Regions from separate parts of the Mus musculus genome. Here all the other regions are linked to region 3. The links are chromatin contacts, called in public ChIA-PET, Hi-C, HiChIP or PLAC-seq and promoter capture Hi-C maps. All regions are on one chromosome and are shown on one strand. The core of a region is the stretch at or near the end of the contact, and the rest is flanking DNA. Distances in the headings are between cores, read along the strand shown. Region 1 holds the start of Arrb2 (arrestin, beta 2). Region 2 holds the start of Pld2 (phospholipase D2). Region 3 holds the start of Trp53 (transformation related protein 53). Region 4 holds the start of Med11 (mediator complex subunit 11). Region 5 holds the start of Ctc1 (CTS telomere maintenance complex component 1). Region 6 holds the start of Rpl26 (ribosomal protein L26). Region 7 holds the start of Slc16a11 (solute carrier family 16 (monocarboxylic acid transporters), member 11).

Region 1 (3,759 bases), core at 912-3,411, 850 kb after region 3:
AGTTACAGACAGCTGTGAGCTGTGGGTACTAGGAATTGAATCCGGCTCCTCTGGAAGAGTATTCAGTGCTCTTAATCACTGAGCCATCTCTCTAGCTTCCCACAAGGGTTTTATGATTGCTAGGCGAGCACCCTGACAACTAAACTACGACCCTTGCCCCCAAATTCCACTTTAGCTATAGACTGCCTTACCTCTGAACATGATCTTTAGCAAGGGTCAAATCTGAATAAATTCATGAGTCAAAAAGCTTACTGTTAAGAACTCGAGTACATTTAAGCTGACTGTGTTGCTTCAGGAGGCAGAGGCAGGGGGACCCCTGTGAGTTCCAGGCCACCCAGGGCTATAGAGTGAGACCTTGTCTCAAAGAATCATATTGGGGCTGAAGAGATGGCTCAGTGGTTAAGAGCACTTTTTGTTCTCACAGAGGATCTGGGTTCACTTTCTAGCACCCACGTGGAGGTTTATAACTGCCTGTAACTCTAGTTCCAGGGGATCTGATACCTCCATAGGCACTGTGCACACAAATGGTGATGACCATGCTTACATGCAGGCTAGCACTCAGACACATAAAGTGTAACACATTGTAACAATGAAAGAGCAGACTTAAAATGTGACAATAGAACGGGGGAGGGGTAAGCAGGTGTTAAACAAGGTCTATGTTTAAAAATTAAAGATGATCTGAGATTTTTTTTTCTCGTGTACATTGTTTTTCAAATGGAGAAAAGTGGAGAGAGAGGCATGAAGGTATTCCACTGAGGGGAAATGGGTAAGAGTAGAAGGAAGAGACCGAAGAGGAGAAAAACCTGTCTCTGTCAGTCACCCTTTTCACCCTCTGCCAAACCCAGTCAATGTTGCCCCAGCAACGAACCTCTAATATGGCCCCTCTGTTCCCCCTCCACTCCCTGTTCATCGTTTTCCCTTGACTAGCTTATCTTCTAGCGGTCTTGCTATGCTCTGTGTTACCGGAAAAGAGAAATCCCATCTCGACATTCCTCTGGTGAAAAACAAAATCCAATCAAATCATTGCTGGGCTGCGATTAAAGACAGAGCTTAGTGGTGAGTCCTTACCAAGCATGCGTGAGGCCTTAGCAGAAAATTACATTACATTAAATTAGATAAACACTACAGATCCTCAGGCTCTTTCTTTCACCTGCTATACAAAGCCTTCCGCAGTCTCTTCCTTCCACAGTCTGCAGCTCTCTGCCTCCTGCCATCTAACCCACAAGCACTCGTCTATAAAGAATGTCCTTTCCCCACTTCTGCCCATCCTTCAGAATGTCTGTCCTCAAATTTCCCATCCAATGGAGTGAGTGACTGCACTCCCTCCTCCCCCACGCTGGCCAAGCAAAGGCTTTTGGGCTTTTAGTTGCTTGATGTTCTGAGTCATACCTCTATTATAGCATTCCTGGGAGCATAATATAATACCTGTTCCTATGTCTCAAAGATCCCAGGAAAGTTAGGCCATGATAATTCATGTTTGGTCCCGATGGCTTGGCACAATGACTAACACGAAATGGAGAGGGAGGGAAGGATGAAGAAAATAAGAGATGGATGGAGTGGGTGAATGATAGCTAGGATAGACAGTCGAGATGACAAGGTCTGAAAAATGTTTTAATGTTTGACCCTGCACAAAAAAAAAAAAAAAAAAAAAAAAAAAAAAAAAAATCAAAGACGATACACCAGGGGGAGCTGAAGACCACAAGAACGCGGGAAAGGCAGGCCAAACGAGGCTGCAAGCTCAGGGATGAGCAGCGCGTCCCAAAGCAAGCATCATCACGCAACTGATACGGTGCATCCACGTGGGCAGCCCTTGGCCCTCAGAACTAGACAGCACTTGAGCTCATTCCCACCGCCCCCTCGATCCCGTCCCTCCTCCACTACAGTGAAAGCAAACAAAGGGGAGGTATCCCTGCAGGGCTACGGATACCAACGGCCAATCAGCTGCTTCTAATCTCCTCGAAGGCGGCCGCCTGCTTTTAAAGGGGCCCAATCTAGTTCTAAAAGCTTGAGGAGGGGCGGGGAGATCGGGAGTAGGGACGGCGCGGGGAGGCTTCCCCGAGGGAAACGGAGGGCGGAGGCGTGGGGCGGAGCCAGCTCGAGGAGGGCGGGCTGCGCCGCGGCGCGCGGGATCCGGCTGACGCAGCTGGCCCCGGCTCCCCGAGACCCAGACCGCGAGGGGAGGGGAAGGAGGAGAAAGAGTGAGGACGCGCGTGCGCAGTGGCGCGGGGAGGAGCGGGGACCTGGCAGCAGGCGAGGAGGCTGCGAGCGAGCCGCGAACCCGGCGGGCGGAGGGCGGCGAGCGCGCGCGCACCATGGGAGAAAAACCCGGGACCAGGTAAGGGAGGTGGGGCCGTGCCGCGGGGCATGGGCGGCTGCTCGTGGGGTGTGCCAGGTTGATCCACAGACAAGGACACCGGGGAAGAAACCCCGGGGCCGGACGCCTGGGTCCCTAGAGGGTAGCGGTCCGGGGCCGCAAGCCTTGGTCCTTGAGATATTGGAGTGGAGCGTGCGTGCTAGGGCTCCTGCAAAAAGCAAGACCTGATGGGGATCGGGAAACCCACGCCTGGGTTCTCGCAGAGATGTAGGAGTCGGACTACTGGGTTCTCTGTGCAGGCTGTGATGCAAGGGCGGAGGAAGGAGGAGCAGGTGGCCGGCCCCGAGGGGTTGTGTGCTGGGAGACTGGATGCTGGGAAGGGATTCCCCTAGACTCGTGCCCAACCAATGGAAAGCCTCCTGCCCAATACCCCACAGTCTGATTGCTCCCACCTGTCCCAAGGGCCCGATAGCTCTGCTACCAAACTTCTGCCTTCTAGGTTGCTAGGAGCAACAGCTTCTTCTTGAGAGAGAAGAGTGTGTAGGGACCCTCGCTGAAATTGGACTGTATTCCTCTCCTGGGGGTGGAGGGGAGAGGTAGTATCTCCCCTGGACACACATCCTCTCCCCGGATGTTCTCTGTGCAATCGAAGCTCCTTCCTTCCACTGATACCAGAGTTCTCTTTTTTGGTCTATAGCAAAATCCACTTCCTGTTGTGACCCAACACCCCCAAGAGGACATGGGGTGAATGCTTGAGTTCCAAAGGAGCAAGAGCTAAAGAATAGGTAGGGGCTATGTGCCTCAAGCCGGAGAGGACCAAGAATAAGGGCCTGATTATGAGCAGTGACTTCTGCAAAACATGGGATCAACCCCACCACTCCCACTGCCCTTAGAGTATGAGAAAGTAGGCATCTCAGCATTAAGAAGACCAATATCTGAGAGAGATGTCCACAGGGAAGACTGACCTCCTGGATTTGAGGTTAAACACCCCAGAGAAAGGGGAAGTCACTTACTTGGGGGGAGGCCCCCAAATTTCCGTTGTGTACTTCAGGGAGGGGGTAGATGGTCCAGAGAAAGACTGCTGACTTGGCATAATTCCCTACCATCTCATCAAATTCTGGGCCACAGGAAATGGAGAGAATGGCAGGAAGTGCTAAGAGGCATCTGCTTTAGCTGCACCCCCCCCCCCAAGCTGGGTACCTCCCTGGTCATTCCCTTACTCTGCCTCCTTGGCCAGCCTCAGTATGTGCCCACTGCCCGCTCCCTAACCAGGCAAGAGGTGGCTGGGGAAGATGTAGAGAGCAGATGCTCTGTAGTTACCCCAGGGCAATTGCCTGAGACACACTGGTTATGGCTGTCACAGGCTCTGTCAGGGCTCCCATTGGGGGAAAATACAGGGCAGGAAGAAACCAGAGGTAGAAGAGCTAGCCAGCCTAGGTGATGTC
Region 2 (3,279 bases), core at 518-3,017, 960 kb after region 3:
AATATCTGATATGCAGGATATCTGCAGGCTGAAAAACCACTGACATAGAGGTATCCTATCTAATATATAGATATGCACATATGTATTAAGGTTTTTAATTAGGAAAAGATGAACAGATACTTTATCAAGATACTTAAGCATATGTGTAATGGTTTGTATATCCTCAGCCCTGGGAGTGTCACTATTAGAAGGTGTGGCCCTGTTGGAGTAGGTGTGTCACTGTGGGTGTGGGCTATAAGACCCTCATCCTAGCTGCCTGGAAGCCAGTATTCTGCTAGCAGCCTTCAGATGAAGATGTAGAACTCTCAGCTCCTCCTGTACCATGCCTGCCTGGGATGCTGCCATGATCCGGCCTTGATGATAATGAACCTCAGAACCTGTAAGCCAGCCCCAATTAAATGTTGTCCTTATGAGGGTTGCCTTTCATGGTGTCTGTTCACAGCAGTAAAACCCTAACTAAGACAATAGGAAATACAGTTAACGCTGTTAATATTCAGAGATGTACAATTAAGACTGCAGTGGTAAACCTTTCAGACCACTCTAATGGATAACAGGAAGGATCTATGGAATTGAATGTGCACCGTGCTATGGAGCAGCTACAACAGAAGTACCATACACTGGTTTTTAGAAATATAAAATAGAAGAGCCATTTTGGAAAGTTTTTGTATTTAATTGTTTTCTCTATTTTGGCTTTGTGTGTATAAATGTTTTGTGTGTGCAGTGGCCACAGAGGCAAGAAGAGAACATCAGATCCCCTGGGGACTGCTTGGTGAGCAGCCATGTGGGTGCTAGGAATCAGACTCAGGTCCTCAGCTCATGCACAGAGCCATCTCTCCAGCCCCGGGGTTTGTTTTTTCAGCAGTGTTTTGCTGTGTAGCCTCAGCTGGTCTCAATGCCCAAGCTTCACAATACTCTCTCCAATTCTCTGTGCTGCTGAGCTACAAACTGCCAAGCCCAGACCTCGACAGCAAACAGTAAGTTAAACATACACTTATATGACCCAGTAGTTCCACTCTAGTTGTTTACAGAAGAGGAATTAAAATAATAAGTCCACAAAAATGACTGGCACATAAATGTTTATTGGAGGTTCATTTCCAGTGAACAAAACCTAAAACAATTCAAATGATGATTCAGCGGAAATTTGGAAGGGAAAAAAAGGACAGCCTTTAGGATCTGGGGAAAAAAAGTTTTTTCCAGACTGAAATTTACAGGCGATTAGGTTCCAGGTTCCGAAATTGGTCTGTTATTGTCGCTCAGTGTCGGGCTAATCACTCCTGCGTTAAAAGAGCGTTTCAAGAATGAAGAATGCGATTTCTCATACAGCAACGAACTTGGCAGTCACTCGGCTTTTTATGCTCTTATTACCTTCCATCAACAAAGGCTATCTGTACCGGGCCCACCAAGGGGACATCTGCAGGTCCTCGCAACCCAGGCCGTTCTGCCCGGATTCCAGGCAGTGCTGGGGACCAGACTACCCAATGGCCGCGCGCGCGCGCGCGCGCAGTAGAGGAATGTGCACTACGTGGATCGCACACTGGGGGGTGCTGGACATAGCCAGCAGGTGCCCCGAGGGCAGCTGGAGGAAGAAGACAGCCCTGGGGAGTGGGCGGCCTCCGGAGTGGGCGGCCCGGGCCCGGGCGTCTCTAACGCAGGGCGGGCAGAGGACGGCGGGGGCGGGACCCAGTCGACGCGACAGTCGTGGAGGTGAGCCCTGGGGGCCTTCCCGCCCCCCGAGGGCAGGCTCTGAACCCCGGCCCCGCCCCGGCCCTCTGGGGTGTAGGCTCCTGGCTGAGTTCTGCCTGCTTGCGAACCCGCACGGGCGCCGGGGTCCGCATCCAGGGTGCGGGGGCCCGGGACGTGGCGCGGCTGAGGTCCGGAGCCCCGGGAACCGGGCGGGGACGCTGTCGGGCTGGAGCTGCAACGGCCTTCTGACTCAGCCGCTCGTCCAGATTTCGGGATCTCTCTCCTGGGCGGGGAGCGCGCAACTTCCTCATTCCCGCCCGGACCCTTGCTTCCAGCCAGTCTGACCTGACTTCGAGCCTCGCTGTCACCAGGGCTCCTCCCTTGGACTTAACCTCGCCCCAGTTCGAGGCCATCCCACCTTAGCTAGGTGCTTTTTTGGACCTGAATTTGGAATGAGAAGCGGGGCTGAGAGGCTCTGGTTGAAGGCTGGGGGAGGGAATGGAGGTTGCAGGGGTGGGTGTTAGAGGGGCGTCGGTCTACAACCCTAGACGTTGAGAGTCACTGAGTAAGACGGGAGAGGACCGACCGGGGGCGTTGGATGGGGAAGGGGTGTTTCTGTAGGGCGAGTCCCTTCCTGAGGCTTCCTCATATTCCTAGGATGACTGTAACCCAGAAGAACCTCTTTCCCTATGGGGACTATCTGAACTCCAGCCAGTTGCACATGGAGCCAGATGAGGTTGACACTCTGAGGGAAGGAGAGGATCCAGGTATAGAGGGAGATGGCTCCCAGAGAGGGGAGATAGGGATCTGAGGCCTCCTGAGATCTTTACACCCTTGGGTTGTTTTGTTTTTGTTTTGCTTTTTTCCCCTCCCAGCTGATCGAATGCATCCCTATCTGGCCATCTATGACCTTCAGCCTCTGAAAGCACACCCCTTGGTGTTCGCCCCTGGGGTCCCTGTTATAGCCCAGGTGGTGGGCACCGAAAGATACACCAGCGGATCCAAGGTCAGTCACCAGCGGATACCAGGGAAGGCGAGAGAGGGAGTCCTGGCCCAAGTGGAGGCCTGGGTTGGGCCAGAAGACATATTTTAGATTTTCATATCCCCAGGTGGGAACCTGTACTCTATATTCTGTTCGCTTGACGCATGGTGACTTTACCTGGACAACCAAGAAGAAGTTCCGACACTTTCAGGAGCTGCATCGGGACCTCCAGAGACACAAAGTCTTGATGAGTCTGCTCCCTTTGGCTCGGTGAGTAGAACTCGGTTGCTTCCCGTGAAAGGCAGGTACTTCTCACCCCATGGCAGCCTCACTCACTCCTGTCTGTCTGACTCTTATCCCCTGGGCATTTTCCTTCCTCAGCTCTGTGCCGTGCCCCCTCCCTTGTCCCTGGTTCCCAGGAAACTTTCCCTGCTTGGATCTCCTCCATAGTACTGTGCCAATATTTTAGCCAGGCTGGATGCCCAGAATTGTCCTTAGCAACCCCCTCCTCCCAGTTGTCTCCATTCCCAGGACAGAGACCCTTTCTTTCTTCTGCCTTTCTTCTTTCTTTCTTTCTTCTGCTAGCCTTTCTTCCTCCAAGGCCCCGTCTCCAG
Region 3 (3,476 bases), core at 567-3,066:
AAGCTGGAAAGGAGATGGAGAAACAGCAAACGTGGGTCGTCAGAGCAAAATGGAAATAAAATGGTGCTGAGGACCGGTGGCTGTCGTTCTCACAGGTCCAGGCTCCTCAGATTCCAGTGTCACTTACGTGTCCCCCTCATCCACTTCAGCGCGTTCCTCAGACACACCTTCCGTGGCTTCTCCTGACTCCAACTCGGGGAGATTCGTTTCTTCTCCGGGAAGACTCGCATGTTCAGAAACATCTTGCTCCTCGATTCCAGGACTCAACTCACTGGAAGTATTAAATTCTACTTCCAGAGGTACAGAGTCCCCTTGTTGAAGCTCCTGGGACACAACCAAGCTAGCCACGGGATCTGTGGCTAGCTGGGGTTGGTCATCACCACCGCATGGCGGAGGCACCGGTTCAAAGTCTGTATTTTTCTCCGCTGGGGAACCTTGGGGTACCGGAGCTGGGGCCAGGTCAGGAGGGAGGCTATCCGGAGCTAAGAGTCGCTCCTCCGACGTCTTCATTCTGTAGAGTAAGCCCCCGGAAGGCAGAGGTCGGGCAAGTCTCGCTGAGCCGGCTACCAGCTGCCGAGGCTAGAGTGCATTACCGTTCCCAGGGATGCTCAGAGACCGGAGTCCGCTTTCCTCTTCCGGAAAATGTAAGCCGAACCTAAAGCAATCACCAGGGAACGAGTGTCCAAAGCCAAGCGCCTAGGGTCGCTAGGCGCCGCCAGGGCTTCTTGCTCTCGCGGGAGTCGGGCCACCTTCCGATAGGCTCTCCGCATCCTCCTCCGATTCCGAGCGGGAAGGCGGGAAGGAACGACTTTGCCTACACCTCAAGCGCTGGAGAATTCCTAGAGGTTTCTGGGAGTTGTAGTCTGAACTCTGGGCCTTGGCGAAAACTACACGAGCGCCCCCTACCGTCCCCTGGGGGTAATTCTTAAAGCGCCTATCCTCCCTGGCCTGCAGAGGGCGCATAATTTCTACAGTTTTTGCCCCTCTTGACTATCTTGTTTTGAATCCCGTAACCTCAGGTTTCCTTTCTCCCCATCTCTCCCCCCTTCTTGTTCCTCTCTTTCCCTTTCTCCCCCGCCCTCCCTTCATTCATTCGACATTTATTATCAAGTTCTTACTGCCTAACCCAGGACTATACAAGGCATTGGGAAAAAAATAGCAATGTTTTCTAGTTCTTAATCTCCATAAAGTTTTCGTTGCTGTGCAATTAAAGGCTGTGAAAACAGTCTTTACAGAGAGTGATAAGGACTGTACAGGAAATTAAACACGGTGGTGCGATACCAAGTATCTCGGAGAACACGTTAGATTGAGATACTATGAAAAGCCTTTCTAAAGTGACATTTTAGCTAATGAGGGGAAAAAGAACTTAGGGGCCCGTGTTGGTTCATCCCTGTACTTGGAAGGCCTAAAGCAGGAAGACGGCCGCGAATTCCAGGCCAGCCTTGGCTACAAAGACTCTGTCTTAAAAATCCAAAAAGATGGCTATGACTATCTAGCTGGATAGGAAAGAGCACAGAGCTCAGAACAGTGGCGGTCCACTTACGATAAAAACTTAATTCTTTCCACTCTTTATACTTGACACAGAGGCAGGAGTCCTCCGAATCGGTTTCCACCCATTTTGCCCTCACAGCTCTATATCTTAGACGACTTTTCACAAAGCGTTCCTGCTGAGGGCAACATCTCAGGGAGAATCCTGACTCTGCAAGTCCCCGCCTCCATTTCTTGCCCTCAACCCACGGAAGGACTTGCCCTTACTTGTTATGGCGACTATCCAGCTTTGTGCCAGGAGTCTCGCGGGGGTTGCTGGGATTGGGACTTTCCCCTCCCACGTGCTCACCCTGGCTAAAGTTCTGTAGCTTCAGTTCATTGGGACCATCCTGGCTGTAGGTAGCGACTACAGTTAGGGGGCACCTAGCATTCAGGCCCTCATCCTCCTCCTTCCCAGCAGGGTGTCACGCTTCTCCGAAGACTGGGTAAGTAATTGATGAGCGTGACGAGACCTCTCGGTCACTGGCTCTCTCCGTTTGCATCCATAAAACTAGAGAAAACCGTGGGGTTTGGGGGTGGGGCAGTGGGGGGACTCAGCGCGATGGAGATGGGCGGAATGGAAGCTTGGCGGGCGGGATGAACGGGAGTGTATATGTCAGATGCTGTAGTGAGGGTAGCTGATGATGATGATGTTAGGACCGACGAGCCTCACTGTCATGCACCTGCAAAGTAGAGCATATAGGGACCACTGAGATGGCCTAAGGGGTTTTCTCTCCGCTACGCGTTGTACACACTTATCTGCCCGCTGCTAGGTGATGGAAGCTCCGGAAATAACATGCACAAAGCACCAGGATTTAAGATTTTTCGAGATTCATAGCTTAAGACTTAAGACCCCCCATAGCATCCTAATGAAACCCTGGGTTCCGTTCCTGGATGAGATCGGGGTGATCCGGGGAGCCTTAGCTGCTAAGGTCCCGCAACTTCCGGACCTTTGTCCCTGGAGTGATTTCTTTTTTTTTCCAGCCGCTTCTCGACCCTGCTAGATGAAGAAAATCCAAGAAAAGCCTGAAGCACTAGCGGTGCTAGCCAGAAGTATTTGCCCTCGGGGCCCGACTCAGCCTCTTGGTCTGAAAGGCCCGCCGGCCCTGTTATTGTTTGGCTCCTTTACGTTTCTGCCGCTTGCAGGAGCATTTCCGGTTTCTTGTTTTCGGAGCAGATCACTGCTCGCCCGGCGACGGGGGAGTAGCGAAAGGGGAGAAATGGATTCTAGGCTGGTTCTGTGGTTTGAGGAGGAAAACTGCTGTCCTCGACATCTTATTTTTCTGGATTACTTGGTTATTGCTTTTGCAAAGGAGGAGGTGTTTATTTAAAAGAGTGCGCCGATAGGTCGTTTCTTCCTGCCGGAAAAGCAAATTACCGAGTATCCGGTTTTAGGGTGAGCCATTCCCTTGCTTAACGCATTCCGCGCGTCCTGAAAGCGGAAGGGGCGGGCTTGGGCCCCGGGCGCCCGGCGGTCCTAAGTGCAGTCAGCCCGCACCATCCGGTTCTTCCCAGCGGGAGGTGGCGGGACTCTGCCTGGGCGTGGGCTATGCCTGTCCCCGCCACTTCAATTTTTAGAACAGGTCATTTCATTACAGTTTCTTATCGCGCACCAGACATCGTGCGTGCCTTTTTTTCTTTTGTAAAAATACTATTTCCACACTGCACTTGGATCGGGAAGTAAATTTTTTTGTCCATCTGAAGATTTAGTTTCGGTCTAAAGAATAAATGATAGGTAGACCGGGAGGCGGGGGGACTTTGTTTTCGTGGCTTCAGCTGTAAAGCCGTAAGGAAGACTAGATCCTCCAGTTCATTGAGAAAGTATACAAATGACTTCACTTAAACTTTGACGCGCGAAGGGAACCCTAGCTGTGAAGGTTAGACTGGACAGCCACAGCGGTCCAGGGATGCCTTCTTATGCAAATAGCCTCCCTGCTCTTGCAATCTCT
Region 4 (3,324 bases), core at 432-2,931, 870 kb after region 3:
CAATTACTTAGCTTCTGAGCTTCCCTGAACTTCCTGTTCCAGCTTCATGTCAGCCCTGAGCACCAATCACATTCCATTCACTCCACATACACAGAACTCCTCACTGGACCTCAACCATACCAGGCTCCTTCACAGCCCCATCTCTTAGAGAATACTAGCTCCCTTTTCCACAACAACCTTTCATCCATCACAACAGCCCTTTAGAATTCAGTTCAAGAACCACTTCCAGGGCTGGAGAGATGGCTCAGTGGTTAAGAGCAATGGCTGCCCTTTCAGAGGAACCTGTTCAATTCCCAGCAACCACACAGTACCTCAAAACTGCCTACAGCTCCAGTTCTAAACAATCCAATGTCCTCTCTAACCTCCATGAGCAATGCATGCACATCACTCACAGACACACATACAGATACAAAATACCCTTACTCACCAAATTAAATAAATAAATCTTGGTGGGCAGTGGTGATGCACACCTTTAATCCCAGTACTCAGGAGACAGAGGCAGGCGGATCTTGGTGAGTTCGAGGACAGCCTGACCTACAGAGCAAGTTCCAAGACAACCAGGGCTACAAAGAGAAACCTTGTCTCAAAAAAACCAAATAAAATAAAATAAGCTAACAAACACCATTGAGTGAGAGAACATTTCATTTATCTCTATATCCATAGAGCCTAGCACACCTAATTGATAATCAAAGACAGAAAGGTCGAGGGAAGGAACCAGGACATGAGAATGAGCTGGGCTCAGGATCAGGAAGAAGCCTTAGGCACGGAGAATGTCATGCTTTCCTTGGGAGAGGTTGGCCACCAAAGAGCCCATGACTACCCAGTATGGAGGAACCCACTTGAACTCCCACTGTCATCACCTGGCCCAGGGCCAATGCTTAATAATAAATTCTTATAAATTCAGTAAGTCAGACAGTTAACTAAATCAGAGAGGTCTGAGTGGCTTTGGGCCACAGGGCTGTTTCAGTGGTGGCTCATATCTTTAATCCCAGTATTTAGGGAGGCAGAGGCAGTGATACTCAATTTGTGGGGAAGGGGGTGAGGGGAAGACTAGTGCCCAAGTCATGTCTGGCCACCCTTCTTTAATAAGCCAATTAAAAATGGAAAGTTAAAAAAGGAGACGTATCCAATGTGGCCACATTGGGAAGAGTGACAAAGAGATCCGGCAAGCCCCCTCAAGTCAGTCTTCAGGGTGCTAACGCAACATCAAAGTTTAAATAGAGCAAGGTTGTGCACATCTAAGTACCCCACCCCCACCCGCACCCCCACCCTCAGTCAAGGTGTGTGGTCACACCCATCACTGACTATTCATTATCTGGGCTTCAGTCTCATCCTGTAAAGTGGTCTGACAAGTTGTTAGAACTGTGTAAAATCTCTTTCTGGAAGACAAGTTCTGATAGTCAAGACTGAAGAGATACAAGTATCTCTTTAAACTATCTTCATTTTTGACAGACCTATTACACCAGAGGATCTCTATGAGTTCCAGGCCAACTTGGTCTAAACTGAGATCCTGTCAGAAAACAAGTCAATAACCGCCTCTTTCCACCCCTGTCTGGCCTGGCATTAGCGCCCTGGCAGTCAGACTAGACCAGGTAGACTCGGAAGGGCGAGGCCGCGCTGAGCATCCTGGGAATTGTAGTGTTCGCTGCAGTGGCCTCTGCGCAGGCGCACATTAACAGGCATTTCCGGGCTGTGGCGCCACACCTCGCAAAAGACGGCCTGTGGGGCTTTCCACTGGAACGATGGCTACCTACAGTCTGGCGAACGAGCGGCTGCGCGCCCTGGAGGATATCGAGCGTGAAATCGGCGCCATCCTCCAGAACGCAGGTTCGGGAAGCGAGGGGCAGACGGCAAGGGGTGAAGACCAGCCCGGGACTCTGCGTGCAGTTGGGGCGGGACCTGAATGCTAGCCTTAGGGCGGGGCTGAGTCTGAAGCCTGGGTCTGACATCGCCCTCTCCCCGCCCTGGCAGGAACGGCGATCCTGGAACTGTCCAAGGAAAAGACTAACGAGCGGCTCCTCGACCGGCAGGCGGCAGCCTTCACCACTTCTGTGCAGCACGTGGAGGCAGAGCTATCCGCTCAAATCCGCTACCTCACTCAGGTGGGTGTGTCTAGAAGGTGCTGGGCGGGGACCCCAGCTCTGAACCAACGCCCTAGCCTTGGGGATTCCCTGAGCTTTAGCTAGGTAAGACTGCCTCTTACGCGATAGGTACTTTCATTTCAGGGCTGGTTTAGTCCTCTAAAAGGAAAGGATTAAAAATGTCTAGGGTGTATAAACAATACCCTAGGCATACCAGCTGGCACAGGCCGGTATTCTGAGCTACTTAAGTGCCTGAGGCTGGAAGATCACAAGTTCAAAACTTGTCTGGGCAATTCAGACCCAGTAGGTCAGAAAGAGAGTTGGAGCTCTGTGTTAGAGCACTTACCTACCATAAAGAGGCCCAGGTACTGAAATAAATAAATAAAAATAAATAAATAAATAAATACTGAAGCTACCGAACGTTGTTCCCAGAAACTTGTGAGGCCATATTTGCTTGGGGACTAAGAAGACAGACATCGCTAAGAGGCTTCCAGAGTCTTTACTCCAGCTGCTACTGTTTACTGACATCTGTGGTGTGCTGGGCATATCCTAAAACTCTAGGAAGTATTCGCTGTGGTCCCTATTTCATAGATGAGGTTCACACAGTGGTTAAGCTTTTTCTTTTTTTTTTTTTTTTGTTGTTGTTGTTGTTGCCTTAGAACACTGAGTTACCAGTCAACTAATGTAGATCAAACTTGGGAAAGATGTGAGACCAGAGAAATAATACTGCCCGGTTGTGGGTGGTAAAGAGAGGCAGTACCCCATTGATTGATCTGACTTGTAGGTGGCCACAGGGCAGCCGCATGAGGGCTCCAGCTACTCTTCCAGGAAGGACTGTCAAATGGCTCTAAAGCGAGTAGACTACGCCCGCCTCAAGATTAGTGATGTGGCGAGAACCTGTGAGCAGATGCTGGAGAACTGAGTTCGGATGATCCAGAGTGTGCCCTGCACCAGAGACCGTAGGATGGGGAGCAGTGCATCATACACGTGCCCTACTGGTCAGGGCAGACGAGGACCACAAGGCAGAAAGGAGAACTGAAGAATCCAAAGCCCCAGTGTACACACATCTCTTCTGACTCTTCCAGCAAGACGGCCCTGTTTTCCACTATGCAAGATCAGACAGAGGTCAGAGGTCAACTCCCAACCCACTTCCTCATGTGCACCCTGCCCTGGAGTTTCAGAAGACTTGGCCCAATAAAAATAAATGTGTTCTTATAAGCACACACAGTGGCTCACACCTGTA
Region 5 (3,820 bases), core at 179-2,678, 560 kb before region 3:
ATCAAAAGTGAAGCTGAATGAAGGGATACAGTAATTTGCAGGTGTAATACTTTGTTGTTTTTCTTTTGTTTGTTTGTTTCCAAACAGGGTTTCTCTGTATAGCCCTGGATGTCCTGGGACTCACTCTGTAGACCAGGCTGGCCTGGAACTCAGAAATCCACCTGCCTCTGCCTCTGCCTCTGCTGGGGTTAAAGACATGCGCCACTACTGACTGGCTACTTTGTTGGTTGTTTTTTTTTTTTTTTTTTTTAATGTAACCCTGGCTGCTTTAAACTCAGGAAGATTCTCCTGCCTCCTGAATGCTGGGATTACTGCACTGCCACATGGTTCCTTTTCTATCTTGCTTTTTATGTGTTTGAGTGTTTTGCTTGCATGAATGTATGTGTACCACGTGTGCAGTTACTCAAAAGGTAGCGCCAGAGCCGGGCCACCTTTAATCCCAATACTCGGGAGGCAGAGGCAGGTGGATTTCTGAGTTCGAGGCCAGCCTGGTCTACAAAGTGAGTTCCAGGACAGCCAGGGCAATAGAGAGACCCTGTCTCGAAAGACAAAAAAACAAAACAAAACAAAACAAAACAACAACAACAACAACAAAGGTAGCGCCAGGTCTCCTGGAACTGGAATGCCAGACAATCTCCTCGCTTTGCTTTTTCTTCCTTTCTTCTTCCTTTCTTCCTTCCTTTCTTTCTTCCTTCCTTCCTTCCTTCCTTCCTTCCTTCCTTCCTTCCTTTCTTTCTTTCTTTCTTTCTTTCTTTCTTTCTTCTCCATATATTTTGCCTGTTTTCCCGTCAATCTCCTTGCCTCAGAACAAGAGGGTTTTTGTTTTGTTTTCTTCAATGAATATACCCCGATCCTATGTGCCTGCCACATAGATGAATTCTGTTTCCTCCGCCAGTACTGAGCTCTTGATTGCCTGACTGACTGAATTAGGAAAAGCAAAGGCTTTCATGAATTGAGTCACATATGGCCACCAAATTCTTTAGCAAAAATTAGTTCTAGACATTAGAGTAAAAAACAAATTTAAAAAGACTTGCTAAATGCAGCAGTGGCTTAAGTCCACTGCACATATCACATATGCTAATGGTGTCCCGTGGCTCCCTTTTTTGTCCTCACTTCGTAGTTCTGGCTGGCCTGAAATTCACTATGAAGAGCAGGTTAGGCTGAAACTCAAAACTCGCAGAGATCCCCCTGCCTCTGCACCCGGATTGCTGGGATTAAAGGCACATGCGATATCCCATCTAGTCTGTGGCTACTTTTAAATTGCACATCTCTGCTTGACAAGATCAGGGAGACTGAAAATTTTAGGTGTTATGAGCCAAGTGACTGTGCGCTCGAGCGGTCTCCCGCCCGCCCCACCCCACGTGAAACACTAGGATCCGGACGCGCCGTCACTATAGAAGGAAAACAGGCCAGATCTGGTGACGCACATCTGTAATTCCCGCCTTTAGGAGTCAGAAGCGGAAGGGTCGCTGCAAATTTAAGGCCAGTAGGCTCCTTACGGCAAGTTCACCGCAAAAGGTCCCTGACGCCCCAGTACCCTGGTGGATGCAGAGGGAAGAGGCAGTGCTGCTCCCTGACGTCACAGGTTCCCTCCCGTGAGCACTTGCGCCCGGAGTTCGCGCGTTCTTCAGGGTAGGGGTTTGGCTCATCATGGCTGCTTGCCGAGCACAACCACCTACCTCCGTGAGTGCTGTTTGTGTGATTCTCGTGGGTTTTTTGTTTTGTTTTCCCTTCTTGTCCTGAATTTCTTTTCTTCCTATACTCCTTCCATCCATTGCCCATGGTCTTGGCCTGGGGAGCGGAGGCTTTTCCGGCCCTTTGTTCCAGGGTCGACCTAGCCTGGAATACGTCTCCGCCCACTGTCGAAGGTTTACGCTCTGTGGGAGATTAGCCTTGCTGGTTGTTGTGGTTACAGGGGCCCTCTGATTTAGCTGGTTTGGGAAAGGAGAAACGCCCCAGTCCTTGGATGGGTACCCCGGTTAGCTAAGCGGGAAAGCATCAGAAAACGGTACTAGGCAGCAGAAGCCATTTTGCTAAGCAAGAGTTAAAGCAAATATCGTTTGAAAAGCTAAATGCCATTGGGTGGAGGTGGAGGGGTCAGAAGGAATAGTGAACTGTCTTGACTTGCTAAGCAACAACTTCTTGGTAGTTGTTAGTGGTCTTTTTATGACAGCGTCACGTTAACATCACCTGGTGCTTGCTATGTAATTCACTGGGCTAGCCTCTACATGTCTCGCACTTGGTGGCCCTTTTTGGACAAAGGAGTGGTTGTTTGAGATTTGGGTCTTACTTTACTGAAGTGTACTGTGGACGGTTGAGCTGAAAGACCATGGTTGAAAACAGAGTCTATGGTATCTTCTTCCACTACAGCAGTGTTAGTGTTGGGGTACCAGAGGTAAAGAGAAGGCCAAGCATGGTGGTTTACACCTTTAATCCCAGCACTGAGAGGCAGACAGATCTCTTGTGAGTTCGAGGCCAGTCTACATAGTGAGTTCCATGACAGCCAGCGCTATGATGAGAAACCCTGTCTTGAAGAACAAACAAACCCAAAGGAGTAAGACATTAGAATTTAAAGGGGTGGATATTGTAAATGACAGGGAGCCAGTTAAGGAGTAGCCAAGGATTCAAGCTAGCTGGCTGATCAGTGAACATGGCTTTAGTGCTGGAGTGGTTTTAAAGAGGACATTTGTGCTGCAGTGCTGGGCAGAGTGATGAGACCAGCTCTCAGGAGAGAGAACTCTCAGCTAAAGGAGAGATCCTTGAGCAACAGTCCTCTTTTAAAGGTCGTTCGTTCAAGGTAGACGATGCAGTCGGGTGTGGTGGTCCAAGCCTTTAATCCCAGCAGTTGGGAGGCACAGGCAGGCAGGCCTGGTGTATATAGCAAGTTACAGGGTAGCAAGACTCCATGGTGAAACCCTGTTTTAAAAACAACAACCACCACAGCAAACGTAGGCAATTCAAGTATTTGAGGGTATAGTGTTAGGCTTACATTATACAAAATGAATCTTGGGGTTATCCAAAATACAGACCTGTTTCATTTGATTCGGTAAATGTCCTTAGTTTCCCTTTTCCCCTCGAACAACCAACGGCAAAAGCCAAAGTCTTCCCTATGTAACTGAGTCTTCCCTCAAAATATACTGTGTAAGTAGGGCATGGTGGCGCACGCCTTTAATCCCAGCACTCGGGAGGCAGAGGCAGCGGATTTCTGAGTTCAAGGCCAGCCTGGTCTACACAGTGAGTTCCAGGACAGCCAGGGCTACACAGAGAAACCACCCTGTTTCAAAAAAAAAAAAAAAGTGACATCTGCCTCCCCCCAAATTTGATTTCACTTTGAGGTGGTGTCACTACTTTGAGAAAGGTTGTCAAGTAATGGGCAGGGCATGAGAGGACTAACAACCAAAACCAAGCAAACCTGAATGAAAACAATGTACTTCTAGCCTTTGATTATGTCAATGAAGTATTATCTGGGTAGTGGATTGGTCCACTGTCCAAAACTCTGAGAGTGAATGCAAAGAGAGAGTGTTTGTCCTAGGTTTAAGTCAGTAGGACTGTTTACACAAGAATGCCAAAATAATTTAGGACATTGAAAGTGGTTTTTCAAGGTGTTAAGGATGTGCTGAATATGGGATATTGACCAGAGATGGAGCTATGATGATTAGAACTAGCTGAAAAGACAGAACAGGGATCAGATCTAGTGGGAGTATATCTTGTCTATATTTAGTTTATAGGGACTCGAGTGCATATGCTTCACTCAAAAAATGGAATGATTAAAAATTACACTCAGTATAGTCGTGATGGTATGTACATTCCTATAGTCCTA
Region 6 (3,293 bases), core at 7-2,506, 680 kb before region 3:
TGACCTACCTCCATCAGATCTGGAACCGAGAACTCTCAGGAGGGGGTTGAGGTCATAGTTTTAAAGGGTACACCTGTCTGCGATGAGAGTGTCCCCCCACCCCGTGTCTCTTTCTTTTCTTTCTTCCTTTCTTTCTTTCTTTCTTTCTTTCTCTCTCTCTCTCTTTCTCTCTTTCTCTCTTTCTTTCTCTCTCTCTCTCTCTTTCTCTCTTTCTCTCTTTCTCTCTTTCTTTCTTTCTTTCTTTCTTTCTTCCGTTCTTTCTTTCTTCCGTTCTTTTTCTCTTTTCATGTTTTCAGTTTTTCGAGACAGGGTTTCTCTGTGTAGCCTTGGCTGTCCTGGAACTCACTCTGTAGACCAGGCTGGCCTCGAACTCAGATATCCGCCTGCCTCGCCTCCCAAGTACTGAGATTAAAGGCAGGCGCCACCAATGCCGGCTTTTCCTTTTTTTTTTTTTTAAATTGGATATTTTCTTTATTTACATTTCAAATGTTTTCCCCTTTCCAGGTCTCCCCTTCGGAACTCCCCTATCCCATCCCCTCTGTCCTTACCTCCCCCACCCATCCACCCACTCCCGTCTTCCCGCCCTGGCATTCCCCTACACTGGGGCATGGAACACCCTCAGGCCCAAGGGCCGCCCCTCTCACTAATGTCCAACAAGGTCATCCTCTGCCCCGTTTGTGACCGGAGCCTGTAATCTTTTGTTGGTGGTCCAGTCCCCGGGAGCTCCGGGGGATCTGGCCTCGGGTCTGTTTGTTTAAGTGTGATTTGAACCGGCAACTTGGCATCATCAGGGGGCCAAGACCTATTTCCGTCCAGGTGAGGGATGGTCTCAATTTCGCAGAAGGACCCAGAGTAGTCTACCCAGATGTGGGGGCGGCCGGCTGGGGCTAATTATAAGAACTAACTCCTATGGGTCAAGTCACCGAGGTAACCGTCTGGCCAAGGTCCCAGAGCCACTCGGCGCCTAAAAGTAGGTCTTGCGCTTCGCCCGGAGCCCAGGAATGAAAGGGTGAGGTCCCCCAGGTCCTCTCACGCCGGCCTACCGTCCCTAAGCAACCCTCTTCATCCCAGGAGCACTGCCTTCCCCAGAGGACTAAGCCTACCACGCACACCTCCGAGGGATGACGTCAGGACCCCTCGCAGTCCCCCTCCGAGCCGCTAGATGTCGCTAAACTCCCATTCCTAGTTTCTTCTTTTCTCCCAACCTCCTCTCCCCTTTCGCTCCGAGACTCTCGCGAGATCTCGCGGCAACTTACAGAACCGGAAGTCGCGTGTAGTTCTCTTTCCTTTTGCGGCCATCGGTGGATCGCAGCCGGTGAGTTCTCGGCGGGTTGTCGCTGGTAATCCGCAGCCATCCGCGGCGAGGCGAGGAGGCTTTTCTGTCCCGAGGCCCCGAGACGGCCTTGCTGGCCCGGCATCAGCCAGGGAGCCGAACTGGGGCGGGCTCGGTCCGTGTCTTTCCTAGCCAGGGCCCGCGGGGCTGGAGAGGGTTAAGGGGACCAGGTTCGTGGACTCGAAGGCCGGCGGGGCCCATGGAGATGGAGTTAAATAATCATAAGCCCCGGGTCAGCCGTGCGGTTGCCCTCTCGCCAGTTGGGAGGGCTTGGAGATCCGCCCTTGCTTCCATGCTCAAGTGGGGGGCAAAATGCAGAGCACCAGAAGCGGTAAATGAGAAGGTAAAGACCGACGCTGTGTAGGACCCTCCCGGGATGCTGAAGTTGGAAAGTCAAGTTTAAAAGTAGGATAGGTGTTACTAATGGCAGAGTCTTCATCTTGTTTTCAGTCTTTAAAGACGAAAAAACCCTCAGATGGGAAGGTCTGGAGTAACCGAGCATGATACCTTCCAGTGAACGTTGTGTGCTTTCAGAGTGGAGTTGATGCTGTTTAGGGAACTGGTTGAGACTTGAAACGTTAAAGGGTCTTCTGGTTTTTGTTTTTGTTTTTTTTGTTTGTTTTTAAGCCAAAATGAAGTTCAATCCCTTCGTGACTTCTGACCGAAGCAAGAACCGCAAACGGCATTTCAATGCGCCCTCTCACATTCGGAGGAAGATCATGTCTTCCCCTCTTTCCAAAGAGCTGAGACAGAAGTATAACGTTCGGTCTATGCCCATTCGGAAGGATGACGAAGTTCAGGTATGTGTCCTTGCTTGGCGAGGCGAAGCTGAATGGAATTTTACGATTATTTGGGGGGCGCGGGGGGGGGTGAGAAAACCTGCATTTGATGTATGAAAGGGTTGCTTTGCATCAAAAGAACTGGAAAGCAGTGTGCTTTTTGGTCCTGCCTCAGCGGTTTGCTAATGTCTTTGTGTGGGGTTCTATTAGCTCTATTGGGGAGAGATTATCTGTAGCTGTAATTTATAGCTAGTGATTGGTAAGTTCTGGAAGTCTTTAAAAGAACGCAGGGTGGGTTTCTTTGTGTAGGTAGCCCTTGGCTGACCTGGAAAAGAGATAAGATAGAGCCCTAGGATAAAGGGTGTGCACTTCGAGACTGGCACATCTTAACACTTTTTAAGAATACTTAATAAAATGAAACACTTCTTTGGGAGGATCGACATGGGTTGAAAACAGCTATAGGATGGCAACAGTCTTGATTTGTCTGTTATTTAGAAAGCCTTTCTTTGCTATAGGTGATTGGCCTGGTTTGTTTCCAGTCTGTGAAGATGAAAAGGTTGGGGATTTAGCTCACTGTTCACATAGTGCTTACCTTGTATATACAGGTCCTGGATTTGAGTCCCAGTAACCCCATTCCCACCCCAAAAAGGGGACGTGTGGGTCTGCTGGAGGTGCACAGTGTATGAATGATTCGGCAGTTCTGGTTCTCTGGGTTACACTCTAGCCCTTGCTCAGTTTTTTTTTCACTTGCACTCAGGTTGTTCGCGGACACTACAAAGGCCAGCAGATTGGCAAGGTGGTCCAAGTGTACAGGAAGAAGTACGTCATCTACATCGAACGAGTCCAGCGAGAGAAGGCTAATGGCACAACCGTCCATGTGGGCATCCACCCCAGCAAGGTGGGTGTTTTTGAAGGAGGAAACCACTAGCTTTGGTGCTTGATTGCTGTTTACATGGCACCTGCAAGTGGCCCCTGTGATCAGTGAGGCCATTGATAACACCATTATGAAGTGGGCTTAAGGTATTGGCAGTAAAAAGCAACCTGGAGCTGAGGTTGTGATCCCATAAACTGATTATATAAGCCAAAGTAGAACATCCCATAATACATATACCTGTCCTATATATACTTTTCATGTCAGTTATTCCAAATTTGTGATTGGATTGTTTAATGTGCACAGCAAC
Region 7 (3,518 bases), core at 1,004-3,503, 630 kb after region 3:
AGAAAAACCCTGTCTCGGAAAAACAAAACAAAACAAAACAAAAAAAAAAAAAAAAAAAAAAAGAAGACAGAAAGAACTTCTGACAGCTCACATGGTTGTACATTTAGCTTGGAAGGAGAAAAGGCCAGAGGTGGGATTACATGCTGATGCAAGGCGATTGATTACCTTTAACCCCAGCACCTGGGAGGCAGCATAAGTTCAAAGTCATCCTTAGCTACACAGTGAACTTGGGTCAGCCTGGGCTTCAGGAGCTACACAGTGAACTTGGGTCAGCCTGGGCTTCAGGAGCTACACAGTGAACTTGGGTCAGCCTGGGCTTCAGGAGCCTCATCCTTCCCACCCCCACCCCCCAAAAAAGAAAACTCCATTTAATGTTTCAAAAAGCATTCATACTTTATAACCCATGTGATTCTAAAAAAAAACTCACAGGATTGGTGTGGTTCCTTGACCTTGAGTTTACTAACTTGGTTTTGAGTCTGAAGTGGCCACTTGGCAAAGGGAGGCAGTGCTGTAGATAGAGCCTTGTCCAGTTGCCCTGGGCTACGGTGGTGCCCGTGAGGGCTGTTACGGATCCTATTCAGACACTGCTCTAAGTCTCTTACTTTCACATGCATACGCCATGACGAATTTAATCCTTACAACAACCCTATCAGGTAACTGTTATTATAACCATTTGAAAAACAAGGAAGCAGATCCTCGTTTGCACTCAGATAGCGAAGCGAGAGTCAAGCTTAGTAAGTCTTCTTGGGGTTCTAGGTAGGGGGTCCACTTTTCCAATGTTCATTAACTCCATGGACAACACACATTGGCTCTGGCTATGAGCATGAGGAAGACGAGGAACATGCCCTTTCACAACCAATCACCCTAGGCTCCGGATTTTGCATTCTGCCAAAGTACACAGCATTATTTGGTACAACCCAGAAATAGTCTCCTCTCTGGCTGTATTTCTATTTCATCACGGAGAGAGCCATTCCTTTGGGCTGGCCGGGTTCCACTTACAGAGAGCAGACTTCTTACTGGCCTTCTCAAGAAACCAGCCAGCTGTTCCCTGCCTCCTTGGTGGCTGAGTACCTGCAGGCGCCACCACTCCGGTGGCTTTCACAGACAGCTCCTGGCTGGTGAATGCAGTGAGGCCACTTTCCTAAGGTGTCTGTGGCAGGGCCTCACACCTTCATGGTCTTCTGTTCTAGGACATTTCAGCAGAAAAACCATTTATGTGAAAACCCAGAACTGAGAAAAGGGTAGACTTACTGAGGAGGGAGGACGCTGATTCCCTGGGGTGGGAGTGTGGGATGGGAAGGTAGCCTGGCTCTCCTTTAATGGTTGTGAGGCCTTCCCCAAACACAGTGATGTGCTTCTGAAAGTCTGTCTACTCTCTTTAGTCTTCCAGTTTCACGACTTCTCAGCTACGTTTCTTCCCTTTCTAGGCTGATACTTTCTCATCAATTAGGAAACACCGCCATCCCGTGGCTACGGGTTGATATAAGCTCCAACCTGCAAATCGCTGAAATTTCAATGGCATTGTTTAATGATTAAACCAAATGAATCAAATGGCGGAAGTAAAGCAATAGTGACTGCTAAAGAAGGTTGCTCGTTAAAATCTTCAAGAAAAACACCTGGGTTTATTTCTCTGAATTCTTCCTTAAAAAAAAAAAAATCTTGCCCAAGCCTTTCAGCTATTCCCAGCCACCCTCACACTGTGGCTCTGCATGAATTCTGTCCTTTCCACTACAGTTCACATCAATCTGTCTCTCCAAGCTCTTTCCCTCAACTGTCCCCAATCTCTGTGTCACTCCTAGGTCTGTTCTCCCTGTATCCTCCCACGATAGTATAAACCTAAGTTCAATTTTTTTTTTTTTTTTAGCTGAACGCTTTGGGGTGGGTTAGGGGTCAGCTATTACATTTGTAAAATGGGGATAGTGCCATCTTCATAGGGATATTGTAAGGATGAAATGGCCAAGTATGTAAAGACTGCCTGGAACATCACAGGTCTTGGTACCGAGAACTCGCCTTCCTTTCTAGTGAGGGCATGCTGGTGTTGTCCATTGGAGGCCAGTGATTTGAGTGATTTGATGTTGGAGCTTTACAGGATCCTCAACAACAAATCCGAGAATCCAAGAACTCATTTAGGTTTTGGAGACCACTGCTATTTTCATGCGTGGGCAGTTGGCCGGGCGAAGAGTGCAACCGGGCTCTTCTTGCGTGCGCAGCAGGTGCGTGGGTGTGAGCCCCGCGGCGTGAGAGGCGCGGGGAGAGGCGGGGCGCGGCCACCAGGTACGCTCACTCCTCGCGGTTCCCCAACCAGGGCTGGGGCTCGTGTGTGGATAATTCAATCCTCGTGGGACTCGGCGTCAGGCCTTAGCCAGGCCTGGGTGGATTGGCTGTCTCTCTTTCCCCCGCCCTCGGTATTCACCCCCACCCCCACCCCGTGTCCCAGGTGGCTTGGGCCCCTGTGGTGATCTCTGTTTACTGGAGAGAGCGGTCCAAGTTGGGCTCCATCTCTGTGCTGGCTAGCTGCTCCGCAGAACCCTTTCTGCGGAAAGCGCGGAGAAAATCCGGCCGAACCCACCTTCGCCCTTTCCCTACCCCCAACGCCGGGAGAGGTCGGGTAAGAGAAAGAGGGTTTGGGAAGGATGAGCCCCTGGCCTGGGGGATCCTGCTGCCCCTCCATCCCAGGACCTCACGCGCACCTAGGACTTCTATCCCTAGGCCTGGTTCCCGCGCCCATGCTCCGGGCGACGTGCCCTCCCTGGGCGAGCAGCCCGAGGCTGGATCTCAGGGACGTCAGCTCCCTAGCGGAGGCCCAGGCGTGGAGACTTCATTCACAGGTGTTTCCCCACCCCAGCAGACGGCGATGACCCCCAAGCCGGCCGGACCCCCGGACGGGGGCTGGGGCTGGGTGGTGGCGGCCGCAGCATTCGCCGTGAACGGGCTCTCCTACGGGCTCTTACGCTCCCTGGGCCTTGCCCTCCCCGACCTCGCGGAGCACTTTGAACGAAGCGCCCAGGACACTGCGTGGGTCAGCGCCCTGGCCTTGGCCGTGCAGCAGGCAGCCAGTGAGGGGGGCCCCCCGAGGTGGGAGGCGGGCACCGGGTGGAGAGGCCGTGGATGTAGTGATGGGAGACAGCAGACTTGATTACCAGACAACCTGAGAGTTACTGGTGGAACCAAATTCTAGAAGAGTGGGTCTTGAGGTCAATGGGAGGAGTTACCAGGCCAGGCAAAACAGCCAATGAGAAATGTTTCGGATAGTTTGGGGGTCCCGGGGCATGTCTTCGTTGACTCCGCCCCCTTCTAGGCCCAGTGGGCAGCGCCCTGAGCACTCGCTGGGGGGCACGCCCCGTGGTGATGGTTGGGGGAGTCCTAACCTCGCTTGGCTTGGTCTTCTCGGCTTTCGCCCGAAGCCTCCTGCACCTCTACCTCGGCCTGGGCCTCCTCGCTGGTAAGAAGAGTGGGGTGGCTGTATGTTTAAGGGGTGATAATGGGGACAGGAACTTCTTATAGGATAGGGGACTGTA

The links. Promoter capture Hi-C pulls out the DNA fragments that hold promoters and counts their contacts. A called contact is a pair of places that touch in the nucleus more often than the background predicts. ChIA-PET counts read pairs in DNA pulled down with a chosen protein or histone mark. HiChIP or PLAC-seq counts read pairs in DNA pulled down with a chosen protein or histone mark.
Region 1: a contact with region 3 is called in an RNA polymerase II ChIA-PET map of memory CD8 T cells, with 9 read pairs. The contact joins the promoter of Arrb2 here to the promoter of Trp53 in region 3. A contact is called at or near these places in 2 of 115 datasets of contacts at active chromatin or transcription factors (memory CD8 T cells and microglia).
Region 2: a promoter capture Hi-C map of liver shows a contact between it and region 3, with 4 times the contacts expected there. The contact joins the promoter of Pld2 here to the promoter of Trp53 in region 3. A contact is called at or near these places in 3 of 39 promoter capture datasets (liver and pre-B cells).
Region 4: a promoter capture Hi-C map of liver shows a contact between it and region 3, with 5 times the contacts expected there. The contact joins the promoter of Med11 here to the promoter of Trp53 in region 3. A contact is called at or near these places in 1 of 39 promoter capture datasets (liver) and 1 of 115 datasets of contacts at active chromatin or transcription factors (pancreatic cancer cells).
Region 5: a Hi-C map of regulatory T cells shows a contact between it and region 3, with 7 times the contacts expected there. The contact joins the promoter of Ctc1 here to the promoter of Trp53 in region 3. A contact is called at or near these places in 2 of 39 promoter capture datasets (the C10 cell line and pre-B cells), 1 of 484 Hi-C or Micro-C datasets (regulatory T cells) and 1 of 9 other capture datasets (adipose tissue).
Region 6: a contact with region 3 is called in a promoter capture Hi-C map of pre-B cells, with 4 times the contacts expected there. The contact joins the promoter of Rpl26 here to the promoter of Trp53 in region 3. A contact is called at or near these places in 3 of 39 promoter capture datasets (the C10 cell line, liver and pre-B cells), 1 of 115 datasets of contacts at active chromatin or transcription factors (memory CD8 T cells) and 1 of 9 other capture datasets (pancreatic islet).
Region 7: an H3K27ac HiChIP or PLAC-seq map of large pre-B cells shows a contact between it and region 3, with 2.1 times the contacts expected there. The contact joins the promoter of Slc16a11 here to the promoter of Trp53 in region 3. A contact is called at or near these places in 2 of 39 promoter capture datasets (liver and pre-B cells) and 3 of 115 datasets of contacts at active chromatin or transcription factors (large pre-B cells, microglia and pancreatic cancer cells).

Annotation. Positions count from the first base shown.
Region 1 is chr11:70,430,419-70,434,177 of GRCm38.p6, forward strand. Arrb2 (arrestin, beta 2) reads left to right here and starts at 2,162. Exons shown (of 15, transcript NM_145429.5): 1 at 2,162-2,335. The coding sequence starts at 2,313.
Region 2 is chr11:70,538,505-70,541,783 of GRCm38.p6, forward strand. It overlaps Pld2 (phospholipase D2), which reads left to right and starts at 1,768. Exons shown (of 25, transcript NM_008876.3): 1 at 1,768-2,110; 2 at 2,341-2,450; 3 at 2,559-2,689; 4 at 2,793-2,935. The coding sequence starts at 2,342.
Region 3 is chr11:69,578,543-69,582,018 of GRCm38.p6, forward strand. It overlaps Trp53 (transformation related protein 53), which reads left to right and starts at 1,817. Exons shown (of 11, transcript NM_011640.3): 1 at 1,817-1,973. It overlaps Wrap53 (WD repeat containing, antisense to Trp53), which reads right to left and starts at 707. Exons shown (of 10, transcript NM_144824.3): 1 at 128-707; 2 at 1-3. The coding sequence starts at 510.
Region 4 is chr11:70,450,237-70,453,560 of GRCm38.p6, forward strand. Med11 (mediator complex subunit 11) reads left to right here and starts at 1,682. Exons shown (of 3, transcript NM_025397.3): 1 at 1,682-1,827; 2 at 1,972-2,102; 3 at 2,866-3,324. The coding sequence starts at 1,743. The coding sequence ends at 3,003.
Region 5 is chr11:69,014,483-69,018,302 of GRCm38.p6, forward strand. Ctc1 (CTS telomere maintenance complex component 1) reads left to right here and starts at 1,429. Exons shown (of 23, transcript NM_001013256.2): 1 at 1,429-1,683. The coding sequence starts at 1,651.
Region 6 is chr11:68,900,310-68,903,602 of GRCm38.p6, forward strand. Rpl26 (ribosomal protein L26) reads left to right here and starts at 1,257. Exons shown (of 4, transcript NM_009080.2): 1 at 1,257-1,315; 2 at 1,961-2,133; 3 at 2,870-3,010. The coding sequence starts at 1,966.
Region 7 is chr11:70,211,657-70,215,174 of GRCm38.p6, forward strand. Slc16a11 (solute carrier family 16 (monocarboxylic acid transporters), member 11) reads left to right here and starts at 2,254. Exons shown (of 5, transcript NM_153081.3): 1 at 2,254-2,608; 2 at 2,846-3,056; 3 at 3,299-3,442. The coding sequence starts at 2,855.